2 separate regions of the Anser cygnoides genome follow, and region 2 is linked to region 1. A link is a contact called in public Hi-C data. All regions are on one chromosome and are shown on one strand. The core of a region is the stretch at or near the end of the contact, and the rest is flanking DNA. Distances in the headings are between cores, read along the strand shown. Region 1 holds the start of PGM1 (phosphoglucomutase 1). Region 2 holds the start of LEPROT (leptin receptor overlapping transcript).

Region 1 (6,289 bases), core at 1,870-4,369:
CGTTAGCGAGTCAGCCTGATCCTAGGTACGTGATCAGATGTAGGTATGTAACCTCAGCTCTGTAATTTGTGCCTGCTTCTGACTTAAAGCTATTGCACAGCCACAATTCTACTCCAACAGCTGACGACTGGAGCTTTTACACCTTATTCGTTAATTAAGGAGTCAGACTTGCTAACTATGTGGGAAAAAAATAATAAAGGATGCTTGGCACAACAGACCAAAACAAAGCAGGAAGGCTACGCCGGCTGCCAGCTGAGAATGGCGAAACCAACAACGACTATTTCAGTTTACTTTCATACAGGCAAACTTGTAAATAAGGTAAACACTTGTTAATCACGGAACTACAAATTGAGGTGTTGCTATTCAAATGCCAGTATTTAGGTATATATTAACCATTCCAGATACAGACCAAACTAAAACTCACTTTTTAGTATCCTCGCCTTTTACTTTGTAAAACTAACAATCATGAACCGTACTCCTGTTTCTCCTGTGGCTTTGAGAGGACCACTCAGCCAGATCTTAAAGGCCGAGGATTTTAAAGTAGTGACCCCTTCACCTCTTACTCCCTAGGACCAGAAATACGGCTCTCCAGCACTGCTTTGGCACAGGAGGTGGGCTGGCCGCTGTTAGACAAGTGAGTGCATCCTGGTACGACATACCTTGGTGATCAAAACAAGCAGAAAGGTTACGTTAGAAAGGCCCGTAGCCCAAACTTGGCTTTATTATATCTTTACTCCCTACTACTTGTTTTTCAGTTTTACCACGTTCTTAGTATCCAGTGGACCTATACAGTGGATCCCCTTGCATGCACTGTAATAATCACTTCCCTACAGACAAAACAGCACTCGTGCTTTGGGTGTCCAGTTTTCCTCTATATTATTTAGTATTTCTCACCATGAGATTACGGAGCCTTCCTCTGAGACCTGGCTGCTGGAATCAGGAGACCCCCGCAGGCCCCAGCGCTCAGGCCAAAACAGTTTCCAGGAACCTGCTGCCATGTGTTTGCAGCACGCTTTCTTACACATTAACCGAAGGAGGTCACCCTTCTCTCTGAAGGGTGGGTGACCTCCAGTTACTTCACATCCATTACGAAGAAACAGGATTTTCATAGCTACCACGGTGCAGTTGAGTAAGAGCCTACCAGAGAACTAGCACTTGCGATTACAGAGAAAAACCATGAAGCAAGCATCCCCTAACCACTCCAAAACACAAAAGCAAATGCATAGAAATTCATTAAAAACAAGCATTATGCATTGAATAAAGACACTTTCTATCTTCAGTTACCTCATTTCTTGGGACCTGATGGTTTTGCCACACTCGAGTATTGCATTGCCAAACTTCGTTTAAGCCTGTGCAATTCAAACTTAGCCAGCAATTGTCACAGAATCACTGGATTGTCACAGGATTGTATCAAGCTTTCAATATCCCTGCACTCTGCAGGGCACTTCACCGTGCCTCCTTCTGGTTCCTTACTCAGATTTATATCTGCTCTTCAGTTATTAAAGGATTTGAGGGGTAGTTTTCTCATTTCTTTAATGAACCTTTGAGGTCTTTTTCCCCCTCTTTTTTTTAAAATAGGATACTGAAATCTATGATTTTGCAGCACTTCTGACCTGCCAGTCCTCCTCATATTTTCCAGGGTGGCTGGGGAGGGGGGAGTTTATTTCATGGCTCCCTCCAGCACTCCAGAAAGCCCGCACCACTGTCTCTATTCTGCTACAACAAGGGCATAAAGAACCCTGCAAGCAGATGAAGCAGATGACTGGCAGAGCTGTCATATCACTTAATTTTTGCTTGAAGAAGTCTAACATTTTGTCTCAGGCCACGGCCGTTTCCTTGCTTTATAAATTAACGATTCAGAACGAAAAGCTTTTAAAGTAAAACTTCCCACTTCGTATAGCAGTGTCGTGCCTCTTAACCCACTTATTCACCCACCTGCTTTCTCCTCCCGTTTCCTCTTGCCTTTCCAGAACATTTCTCTTTCTTCAGAGCCAATTCTGCCCTAGCGCTTGGAAGCAACTTGGACAAAACGCCGCAGGCCAAATGCCCGCTGGTGAGCGGACCCCTGGGCGCTGCACGGCCACAAGCACAGGGCTCGAGCCCCTCCTGAGGGGTCCCCAGCTCAGCCACAGCCTTCGGCGCCTTGCTCGCTGTGGGGCTGAGGCGAGGTGCAGGAGGGGAGCTCCTCAGGCCCTGGCGGGCCACCATGTCCCACGACACCCGCACCAACCGGGGCTGAAGCCCCACGTCCCCCAGCCTGCTCGGTCACTGGGACCCAAGGTGCTGTCAGCGCACATTTCAGCCCCAACTCTCCTCAGAGCTGATAAATAAACCAGCGCCGGCCGCTTTTCTGCCAGGGAAGGCTGCATCGACCGTGTGTGCTGGTGCTGTCAGGGGGCGCGGGCTGACGGCTGGGCACCCACCCCGGGGCACAGAAGGCACATTTCTGCACGGCTCCAAAAGGCACTCATCCACTTCCTTATTCCGTCAGAAAGCAGCGAGCTCAAATTTTTGCCCCCAGGTGGCCTAGCCGCGCTTTTGCCCCCTTAGCTTTTACAGACACCGAGGCGCCCGATTTCTGCCGGCGCAGCAGGCTCCCCCCCAGCGCCTGACGCTGCCCCCCGGCATCCTCAGCTCCGCTTTTCTGGAGGAGGCCGGATGGCAGAGGAAGCCTCCCTCCTCCTCCTCCTCCTCGTCCCTCCCGGGCTCGGCCCCGAGCCGCACGTACCCCGTTGGCGGCGGCGATGCGGACGATGAGCCGGATGGCGTCCCGCATGTAGTAGCGGCCGTCCCCCCCCACCACCAGCGTGGCCTCCTGGCGCTCGGCCGGCGGCAGGGTGGCCAGCACGCTCTGGATGAAGTTCTCGGCGTAGTGGGCATTGCTCTGGAAGACGGAGACCCGCTTGCGGAGCCCGCTGGTGCCGGGCTTCTGGTCGCCGTACGCCTTGGTCTTCACCGTCACGATGCGCACCATGGCCGGCAGCCGCTGGCAGTTCCGGGCCGGCCGCGGGGGGAGCGGGCTGGGCTCGGCACGGCTCGGCTCGGCACGGCCCCGCTCCACGCCCCTTAAAGGCGCAGCCGGGCTGGGCTGGTACTCTTCGGCCCCTTTCGGCTTCCTTCAGCACGGGTCAGGCCCGCGCAGCCCGGCCCGCCGCTCTGAGGCCGCCCCCGGGGGTGGTGAGGGAGGCCCGGGCGGCCAGGCCGCCGCCTCCTGTCACGGCTCCGCGGTGTCACGGCTCCGCGGTGTCACGGCTCTCGCCACTTTTTGCCTCCCCTTGCCTCCCCCCCGAGGAGGGCAGCCGGTAGCTGAGTCCTTGTGATCGGCCTCAGGTGGTGGCCAGAAGGGTTTTATGGTGCCTGGGATTGGAGCAAAGGGGAGAACACCCAGCGGATACGGCTGAGGTCTCGCTTCTGATCTCCTGGGCAAGAAGGGTGGAAACTGCCTCGGAGCAGAGAACTTGCCTATGTTCCCCCTCAAAAAGCCAGATAATGAAATTTCTTAACAGCGAGATCAGGACAGCAACGCGGTTCCATGCCCTGCTGCTGTGTCATGTTTCACTACACCTTAACTGCAGCGAAATCAAGTCCTTCCACACGCAGTGAGCTCTCAGCCAAGAACGTCTCTCAGTTTTAAGCATTCCTGTCCTGAAACGCAGGAGGAACAGCAGATCGATTCCTGCTGCGTCTACTGAGACTGATGTCATAAACAGAAGAAGGGCAAAATACGGCAGAGCTCATTTTTTACCGTGCCTCATAATTTCCCTGTTCCTTCTCCGAGATGCAACTGGGAACTTGTGATGTAGCCACACGTTGCCTGAGGCAGCATTTACAGAGCTCTGTGTTGTTGGCTGGAAGTTACCAAAAATATGTGGAGTCTCTTAACACTTCTTCCAGACAGTTCTGGAAATGAAATGATATCTGCTGTACTTGCTAGGGGGGGGAAAGAAGAAGAAGAAAAAAAAAAGAACGATCACCAGTAGACCTCCTTGAGCACCAGTTGCTGGAGCGCATAAATCACAGCCAGCCTCTAGCAGCACTCTCATTTTGTAACTGACATTTACTTTCCCAGTGTACGATTACAGCAGAGGAACACCAGAGTACAGGAGTTGCTGGCAGATAAATATAGCTTTTCAGGACTTCTTGCTGCCCTTGCAGATGAGGTCACATACATTTAATGGCTATTTTAAACTCAAGCACTTTTTAAGCATCCAGTGACCAGGGTCATCATTTTTTACATTAACAGACATTTAAAGGAACTAGAAAAACATAACAGCCTGGATATTTTTAGTACCTCGAAGTTGTTTCTCATTTCTATTGCAGCCTATATTAGTGGACTTTAGCCTCCTTGCTTCAGTTACCTTTGAAATAATTAATTGCAGTTAACAGTCAGGAGCACAAAATAAAATTGCCTTCCTCAATGAATGTTATTTCCTTATCACATGTGAAAAGCCAGACTTTATTTTATATGAAAGAATATAAAAACAGTTGGTAATCATTTAGAAAAAAAGTAAGGTAAGTATTATTAAGTTACAAAAATAAAAGAAAATAATATCAAAAAAAAGAAAAAAATCAAATCCTTTACCAGGTGATTAAAGAACCCCACCCCTTTATATTTCTCACATAAAAATCACAGGAGTGTTGAATCAGGAATCCATCAGACCAATTTAACGAAAGTTTTTTCTTAGTGAAGCAGTTCCGGCATGTGATGGAACTACCTTACGTATTACAGAAAATAAGGGCATACTTAGGGAAACTAGCCCTTATAAAGCACAATTATGTTGCAACTGTCAGCTATATTACTGAACAGTACTTACTTTTATTGTCTCTCAACGTTTTCATGCCAATGTATTTCATTAGGCAGTATGTGAATATTCTACTCTGTCAAAGGATTTTACATACTTACGGTTATTCCATCCCTATGCTATTGCTATTCATGTTTCTTAAAAGCCATTAGCAAAAGTGGGATTCCAGAAATAAATAAGTACTTATGTGATTCACTGGCTTTAACAAATGAAACTCTGAGAAGCAGCCAGCTTTGGAGAAGGACAAGACTAGAAATGGTCCAGCAGAAGCTGCCAAAAAAAAAATAAATCGTGGCTTAGTTTGAACACTGCCAAGAAACAGCTCTCTAACTAGAATGTTTAACGTAAAAGGGAATGTACACAATTGTAAAGCCATTCTTCCTGCTCGTTCAGCGGCATCACATGCTGAGAAACCTGCATACAAGAGAGAAAACATAGGTGAAACTGATGTTTATTGAAGAATTGTGTGTATGATACCTAAAATATTATGTAAGCAAAATTAAGTGTTTCAGAACTTATATCACAAACATTAAATGACACACATTCAGCATCTCTAATGAGATCTTAGTATTTAATTTAATTGCATGACAGCAAAAAATCCACAAGGGATGCTGAGCCTACAATTTGTACTGAATGAAGCAGAAATTAAAATTAATAAAACACCTTACAGGAGCAGGCTATAGATATCTAAATTGTCAGTAGCAATATTAAAATAGGCCTATACCCTGCCAGTGTCTTGGGACTGATTAAAGTGGATCTGAATGCATCCACACTAGAAAGCTGTGAAACATAAAATCGTTTGGATGCCTCTTCACTGAAAGAAAGAGACCGTAGCTTTAGAATAATAAAAACTGGATTTTCTTCATAAATGAATAAAGAAAAATATCACCATATTTTTGCCTCTGACTAGCACATTCTTGGTGTGCTTCTCAAAGCCATCTATATATCTGATTAAAATTGGTTAAGGAAAAAAAAACACAGCCTTAGAAAAATAATATTAAAAAGTATCAGTAAGTGGCACATGTGCCTGTTTCAGTTCAATACATGTATGAAAAACTGAACAGCTGCATACAGCAATCTGCGCTGGGAAACATGGATACATCAAACATGCCTGCAGCTCTGCAATATCAAGAGCTGTATCTGATCTGTACTGGTGGTGAAAACAGACTTCTCCACTATCCACATGCTCTTTATCATGACAAAAGACTTGCAAAAGGAAACTGCAAAGATGTCACATGATTTTTGCTTTTTGCTCAGATTTTGAATTGGCTAAACTAGAAAAATCTTACCGTCATGGATTTTGGTGCCACTTCCACAGCAAAAACGGTAAGTCCCCTGTTACTTAGGCAGTTCTTACTCTGCTCATTGTTGACATGAATTATCACTTTGTTTTCAGACTGCAAATGAAAAAACATGAAGAAGCTCATTAGCCTTAAAGGTTAAGTGGCTGCTCTTTATGTAACAATCACACAATCCTCTTACTTCCT
Region 2 (6,869 bases), core at 3,764-6,263, 540 kb before region 1:
ATACAGTACAACAGCATAATTTGTCAAAGAAGCAACCCCTCCTTAACCATGTACTACTATTTCTAGTCCTCCTTTTCACTTCAGATTGTCACATGCTCGCTGCCTGTATCTGCCACACACACACACCATTTGCCAACAGATTCTACAGTAACTGTTCCCTAATTTAAAGAGAAATTAATGTCAGCTGCTTTTTACTCCACTGTCTCAAAAGCAAAATTTCAGTGGTAACTGAATAGTTCTGCAGACTTCTATCGCAGCCGTCGGTCCATAAATTCTGAGGAGTGAAAATACTCAAGAACCTGCTGCAAGCCCAGGTATTTTAACAGGAGTTAAATGGAATGATTCGCAATGACTTCAGGTTTGTGTAGAATCAGGCACTTCGTTTGTGTATTACTGTTGGTTTCACTTCACCCACTTGAATGAAAAATGCCGTGATTTAGGAGAAAAAAGCGACTTCTTCATAAATTAAAGCAGGACCTCTATGTAGAAACTATGCTTGCTCTAAACAACTCAGCTCATCACTAGAGCAAATAGTTTCCCCAATAGTACTTTACAAATCAGTAGGACACAGCAGATTTCACTTGAAGTGAGGAAGAAGAAACTGGCAGACAACTTGTTTACACCCAGCATCTTTACAGGCATGTTCCTGCTTCATCTGTGAGGAAGCATTAACTTTCAGAAAAAAAAACTTGTCCTCTACTGTTAACTCTTCTTTTACAAGAATGACAGCTTAAGGCACACTTCAGTATGAACTAGAGCTACTCGGCATTCCTCAGCACTGAAGTGTTCACCTTCTACACACCTGAAGTTTGCATTTAAAGCATGTCATTAACAGCTTTCTATCTAATCAAATACAAGAATTATTTACCTTCCTGAAACACGACACTCCACATTCCTGTTGGAGTGCTACTACAAGTGTTACTTGGTCCCCAGAATGACTTTTATACTGTGGTTTTTGTTTCTTTCCTAGGGCCCTGAGAGTGAACAAAAGACCAAGTATCAGAGTGCTCAGTTAACATTCATTAACCTGTTAAGCTTTGCTCTGTGCAGCAATCCACAGGACTCCGTTTTGCAGTACACCAGTAACGAGGGAGTTTGGAGAGCATCATAAGTAGTTCCATACAATTTAGTAGGCAGAAACCATTGCAACAGTGAAGCTGCCACATCTCGTAGAGTTGATTCTGTTACCTCTTTGCACAAGGTCCCTTACAGTTAATGCTGGGTGACAGCAGTCAGCTGTGAGCTAAAATGAATTATAAAATACTCGCTTGCAATCTGCTAATCTAAAGAACTCAACAGTAAAACATACCCCACGTGGGAATTCAGTTTCTTACTTCACAGAACAGGAATCTCCTTATGTCCATTTTCCTACGGAATAATGAACTAACGTGTCTACGTGTCTCCTCTTTTATCCCTTTGTAGACTACTGAAAAGTCTTCTAGACTTAGGGTTGTATCAGAATGCATTTGTGTAAAGTTACACGCTTCCAGAATTCAAAGGATTCAGCAAGACAAAATAGTAACAATCTCGCTTATAAATGTAAACTTTATGTGAATGTTTAGTAAGATAATGCCATCAGAAAAATATAGTTTTAATATAATGATCTTCTCTTACAGACAAGAAAAGTAGTTTGAGTAAGTACGTTTTAAAAGCAATGAGAACTGAGGAGATAAGTCCTACCCAGCAGAACACTCACTTCTTTGCGATTTAAGCATTTTACACACAGGAATAGAGTTGTATGCTGTGTTGTGACTGTAAGTGTCCTGAGAGTAGTTTCTTCCTCCGTGAACCTTCGAGAGAAGTAATGTCAGCTCTGAGCATTAAAATGCGTTAGATTATTCCCCAAATACATCTACAGTCATTAAGTTGAAGAGGGACAAATCAAGAGTATCTTTAGGGGGGGGAAAGAGTAGTTTATAAATGAACACCATAAATGGAAGGGAGGATTTTTAACCATTTTTTTTTTCATTAGGTAATAAAAGAGTTCGCATAACTTATGTTTGTTATTTTTTTGTTATGAGGAAAACCAACTAGAATAACAATTACTCAAATGGAAAGCAAGTACTCATTTATCCATAATCAAAGTAGAAAGGCAATCACGTTGAACAACAGTAAGTAGGATAATCTTTCTATTGACCTATTTTGATTACATGGTTAAAAATAACAAAACACAGACATGCTGACCAACATCTCATACAATGATACTACTCTGATTAGAGCAGAAATTAATGCATATATACTGAAAAAATGAGTAAAACAAATGAGTAAAACCGTTTTGCAAACTTCTTTGCGGACAAATTTGCAAGGGTGATCCCAGCTTTTACTGAACACGTTAAGAGAGCTGCCACAAAGGCCCTTCCCCCTTGGCTGACATTTTAAAAAGCACGTTATGATCTGATAATGGAAAACTACATTACATGCATATGCACACACGTACGCCCCGGCGTGCACACACACATATGCTGCAATACAGACACAGATACACACAGAGGCTACACACGGTGATGTACGCTGCAAAACGTTACCAGCGTCAGGGTGAGGTCCTACCACTGCTCCCAGCTAAAGTCATCTCCTCTACCAAACACAAGAAAAAAGCCTAAGATAGTAAGGAAAATGACTGCATTGCCAGCCAGCACCAGGCCACAGGCTCCCCATTTGATCTGAAATGCAAGGAAATGAAACAATCAAAGCAGTTCTCATAAGACAGGTACAGGCCAGTTAATTACATGCATTAGATAAACTAAACAAAATACTACAGAAAGGTGCTAAAAGCATGAAGAGAAAAAACAAACTATAAATACTTCAATTTATACTACTAATTACTTAATTAGCAACTACTCATTATTAACACAAGACTTCAACAGACAGACTAATGGTGCTATATTCTAGACCAAAACGATTACCTTGCCATACAAGTCACTAAAACATACCTATGTCACAGGAAAACCCAGTTAGATTAGCGTTCTCTTTTAAATACTACGTATGAAAATAAAAGATAGGCTTTCAAATAAATGCCAGGAACAAGCACAGAAAACAGCACAGGGCCTTAAAGGTAAACAGTTTTCTGTAACTATCTGCCTAGCCAAGTTTACTCTAATAAACGACATTTACTCTTAAAAGATACAGCTATGAATTAGAGTTCCCCCTCGTGGTCACTTCTGGTTCTGCCTATTGTCGGGTCCACAACCGAACAAAAACGTAGCGTTGGGAAATTGTGCGTTAAAAATAAATTAAAGCTAAGCAGACAAAGCTTTAGGCAAAACTGAAAGACCAAAGGGGAAAAAAAAATACAAACACAAGAATCTCATTAGGCAGTTTGGGAGACAGGACAAAAGAGTTCTTTGCCTTGGAAATAAAAGTGACAAAAATCTCACCACTGAAGAGCAGTTCATAAAGCAAAGCAAAGTTAACAGAATTTCCTCAGACTTTGAGAGGACAAAGCATGAGCTTGAGAAATGCTCTGAAAACCAGGAGGGCAGTTCTGGCAGTCTGGCCTTTTATCTTTTAACTGATAATGTGCTCCAGTCACCAAGTTTTCAGCATCCTACATGGACAAAGCAGACATTCTGAGATAAAAATAAGAAAGGTGGTGTAAGAAGCACTGGAAAAGCTGATGACAGAGAAAGGCATGAGATGAAGGAGGAGGCAATATCTTGTAGTGGACCACAGCAAAGCTAGAAGAAAACATCTAAAAACTTTTTAGTCATGTAAGTCATTTGTTCAGGTCACAAAGCTGCACAGACACGAGTTTCAGCAGTGACAGTTTTCATCAAAATCTAGAAATATCGCAATCAAGAAATTATTGAAAGGATTTACCAACACAAGTGGCTCACCTGGCTTAGGAAGAAACAAGGGCACACTTAAAGGTTATACTCAGTAACTGGTTTCTTATAAGATAACTAGCCGAACTCACCGCTTCGACCCGTGCCAGGATTATGGGAAACCCAAAGGCGGAGACCACAATCCCAGTGGTGAAGAAATACGCCAGCTCCCTGCAGGCGCTGCTGGCCGCGTCGCTGTCGTCACTCACTCTCTTTGCGATGAAGTGGGGAATGGGGCAGATGAAGTAAAATATTAAGACAAACATCGGCCAGTACACGCTGGGGAGAGAAAAAAAAAAAAAAAGATACATTGTCAGATTAGACGCGCGCTTTAACGGGAAGTAAGTTCTGTTTAGAAAAAAGCGATTGCACAGGCTGCTGCCCTACTTTGTGGTTGGAAAACTGGGTTTTAAAAAAGTGATTTAAGCAGAAGCTTTTGCCAGAAAGGGCCCCCCTCCACCCCCCTGCCCTGCCTGGCAGGATCAGTGCTCCCACGGCCTCACACGGGGCAGGGGCCTCCCTGGCACGCCCTAAAACTCGCTTACTTCTGTTTGCATCACCTCGCTGACTCAACTCGCGCCGCCACCTCACGGAAACCGCAGTCCCAGAGGAGACGCAGGAGGACGGGACGCGGAAGGACGGGAAGCAGCGGAAGCTTTCCCAAATCTGAGGGATTTCAGCCCAAAACCGAGCCAGCCACGAAGGCACGCCCTGGGTGGGACACGCGCCCCGTGAGCGCTCCCACTGGCTCCAGCTGGGCTGTGAGAAGCCCCGAGGGGGGGGGTGTTTAAATAATAATAATAATAATGATAATAATAAGGCGTGAGGGAAGGAGGAGCGGCTCACCCGTAGTACTCCAGGGCGCAGCCCAGCATGAGGAAGGTCAGCCCGATGGCTCCGCTGAACGACAGCCCCACGAGAGCTGCAAGGGGACAAGGCGGCGGTTGGTTACCGTTGGTGACCGTCGGTGACCGGGAGCGGGGCCGCGCCGCTCCCTCAGGGGTGCTGGGGGGGTGAGGGGGAGGGGGGGGCCGGTACCTTTGATGCCCGCCATGTTCCCGGCCGGCGCCCAGCTCCGCGGCCCCGCTGAGGTGGCGCCCGCCGCTTCCGCCTGCCGCCACTCCGCCCCGCCCGTCCCCAGCACGTCAGCGGCCGCCTTAAAGGGCCGGAAGCGGCCCGGAGGAGATCCCCGCGCTACGCCGGCCCGGCTCGGGAAAGGGGCTGCGGGCCCTTTAAGGGGCGGGAGGCGGGAAGGGGCGGGCCGCGAGCCGGCCGTCGCCATGGTAACGGGGCGGTGCTGCGCCAGCTCCTGTCAGGCGCTGAGGCGGCTGAGGGGAGCCCAGGCACCGCTCAAGTACACAAGCACAGCTTCACACAGCCCCCTCCAAAACCTGTTGTCTTGCCCCAAACAGCCCAGCTACCTGCTTGTCTCCTTGTGCCTCCCCCAGCAGCACCCACCCGTGACAGGAGGCCCCAGCTCACCCCCAGTTCCGCCACGACGGGCACGTCGCTTTTAGGGCAGGCTTCTTCAAGTATTAATGGTTTTGGCTCCTCATCATACAAAGGTGAAGCTTTGGCACAAAAGCCACCTTTTTGAAGTAACAATTTTTGCAAAGCCCTTACAACCCGCCTCCCAAGTGAGATTTTCTTCAGATAGCCCCCATCTTGGGCTATGACCTCTCACTCCATGTTTGGTCTGATACAGACAAGTTATTTCAAAAAAAAATAAAACCCAGGAAATTTAATACAAGTTTACATCTTGGTACAGCTACTGCTACCATTTGGGACCTGCAATATACTCAGATTTTTTGCTTATCCAGCACTTACAGAGAAGGTACCCTGAACTGTGTTGAAAGCAAGAAGGCAGAATTCCCCCCCTCCAAGCACAAAACATACCAGAATGCTAATTTGAGCTTTTAATGTATATACAAATGTTTTAGACCAGTCACAATTTCATTGAGTATATACTGTATTTACAAAAATTACAATAATTTAGTCAAACAGTAAACCTGAACATTGATAACCTCTGTCACTACCAGATATGACAAGAATTTTTTTTTAGTTAATTATCTTGATATACATACGTCCTAATACTTTCATGCATCCATAAAAACATTAGGGATGAAGTAATCAAAGTTTAAGTGGGGTAAGGTTTCTTTTGGTAGATAAAGTTTAATGATGGATTTGGATCTTGTGAACATGAATATCCAGAGTTTTTTGCCATGACAAACTTGATACAAAGCTAATGTAGTTTTCATTATTAAAAAAGTACATTATAGTAATGAGATCCTTTTTATTATATAGGCATAGGTCACAATATCTACAAATGTGAATGAGAAACAAACCAACAAATCACAGGAACATAATTCACATTCCAGATATCTCTTTAAATAAGACAAGCACATACTGGATCAAAACATTAATAAATAACATCCAGTTTGTTACTATTATCTTAAGGTCCTTTATATAAAAGGAGACCTATGTGTTGGTTTCACATTTTCAATTACTGGTAGTAAATAATGGACCGATACAACAAAAGGATGACTTTTATACAGAAAGCAATGTACTTTGACACACTGTCTTTGCAGTAAAAGTTTTGCCACTTGAAAATTTAAGTGCAACAACAAGTGGATTGTCTTTAAAAACTACCAGCTTTAAAGACTCGAATCAGATGGCAACCTGTTCCTCAAGCAGTAAATACAAATGATTTCCTGCCTATCTTCAATATACCTGCCTTCTCAAAGCTCAAATACAGATACGATTTGTTGGTAAATGAACTGCTAGCTTTAGCGATTCTATAAAAGGATAAAGTCAGATTTGGGGTGAGGAGCATAATTTCGTTTTTAACTAGGAAAGATGCTTCAGCAAAGATATTTCACTGTGATATTATTGCTTTGGTCCAAAACAAACTTCTAAGATAATCAATTTGCATTGTATTTACCTCAAAAATCAGACCTGGCCCACAGATGTCTACATGACAGCTTGTACACCGTGGTCTGAAAGTGAAATTGCAATGGGTTGCATTCTGCCAAGAGCCTTTGCCACATG

Evidence for each region. A called contact is a pair of places that touch in the nucleus more often than the background predicts.
Region 2: a contact with region 1 is called in a Hi-C map of liver, with 2.3 times the contacts expected there. The contact joins the promoter of LEPROT here to the promoter of PGM1 in region 1. A contact is called at or near these places in 2 of 7 Hi-C or Micro-C datasets (both in liver).

The regions. Positions count from the first base shown.
Region 1 is chr8:31,240,972-31,247,260 of Taihu_goose_T2T_genome, reverse strand. It overlaps PGM1 (phosphoglucomutase 1), which reads right to left and starts at 3,119. Exons shown (of 11, transcript XM_013176136.3): 1 at 2,729-3,119. The coding sequence starts at 2,974. EFCAB7 (EF-hand calcium binding domain 7) reads right to left here. Exons shown (of 14, transcript XM_013176195.3): 13 at 6,092-6,199; 14 at 3,282-5,216. The coding sequence ends at 5,142.
Region 2 is chr8:31,779,006-31,785,874 of Taihu_goose_T2T_genome, reverse strand. LEPROT (leptin receptor overlapping transcript) reads right to left here and starts at 5,013. Exons shown (of 4, transcript XM_048062160.2): 1 at 4,860-5,013; 2 at 4,668-4,743; 3 at 3,914-4,100; 4 at 1-2,660. The coding sequence starts at 4,875. The coding sequence ends at 2,544. It overlaps DNAJC6 (DnaJ heat shock protein family (Hsp40) member C6), which reads right to left. Exons shown (of 19, transcript XM_067001264.1): 19 at 5,725-6,869.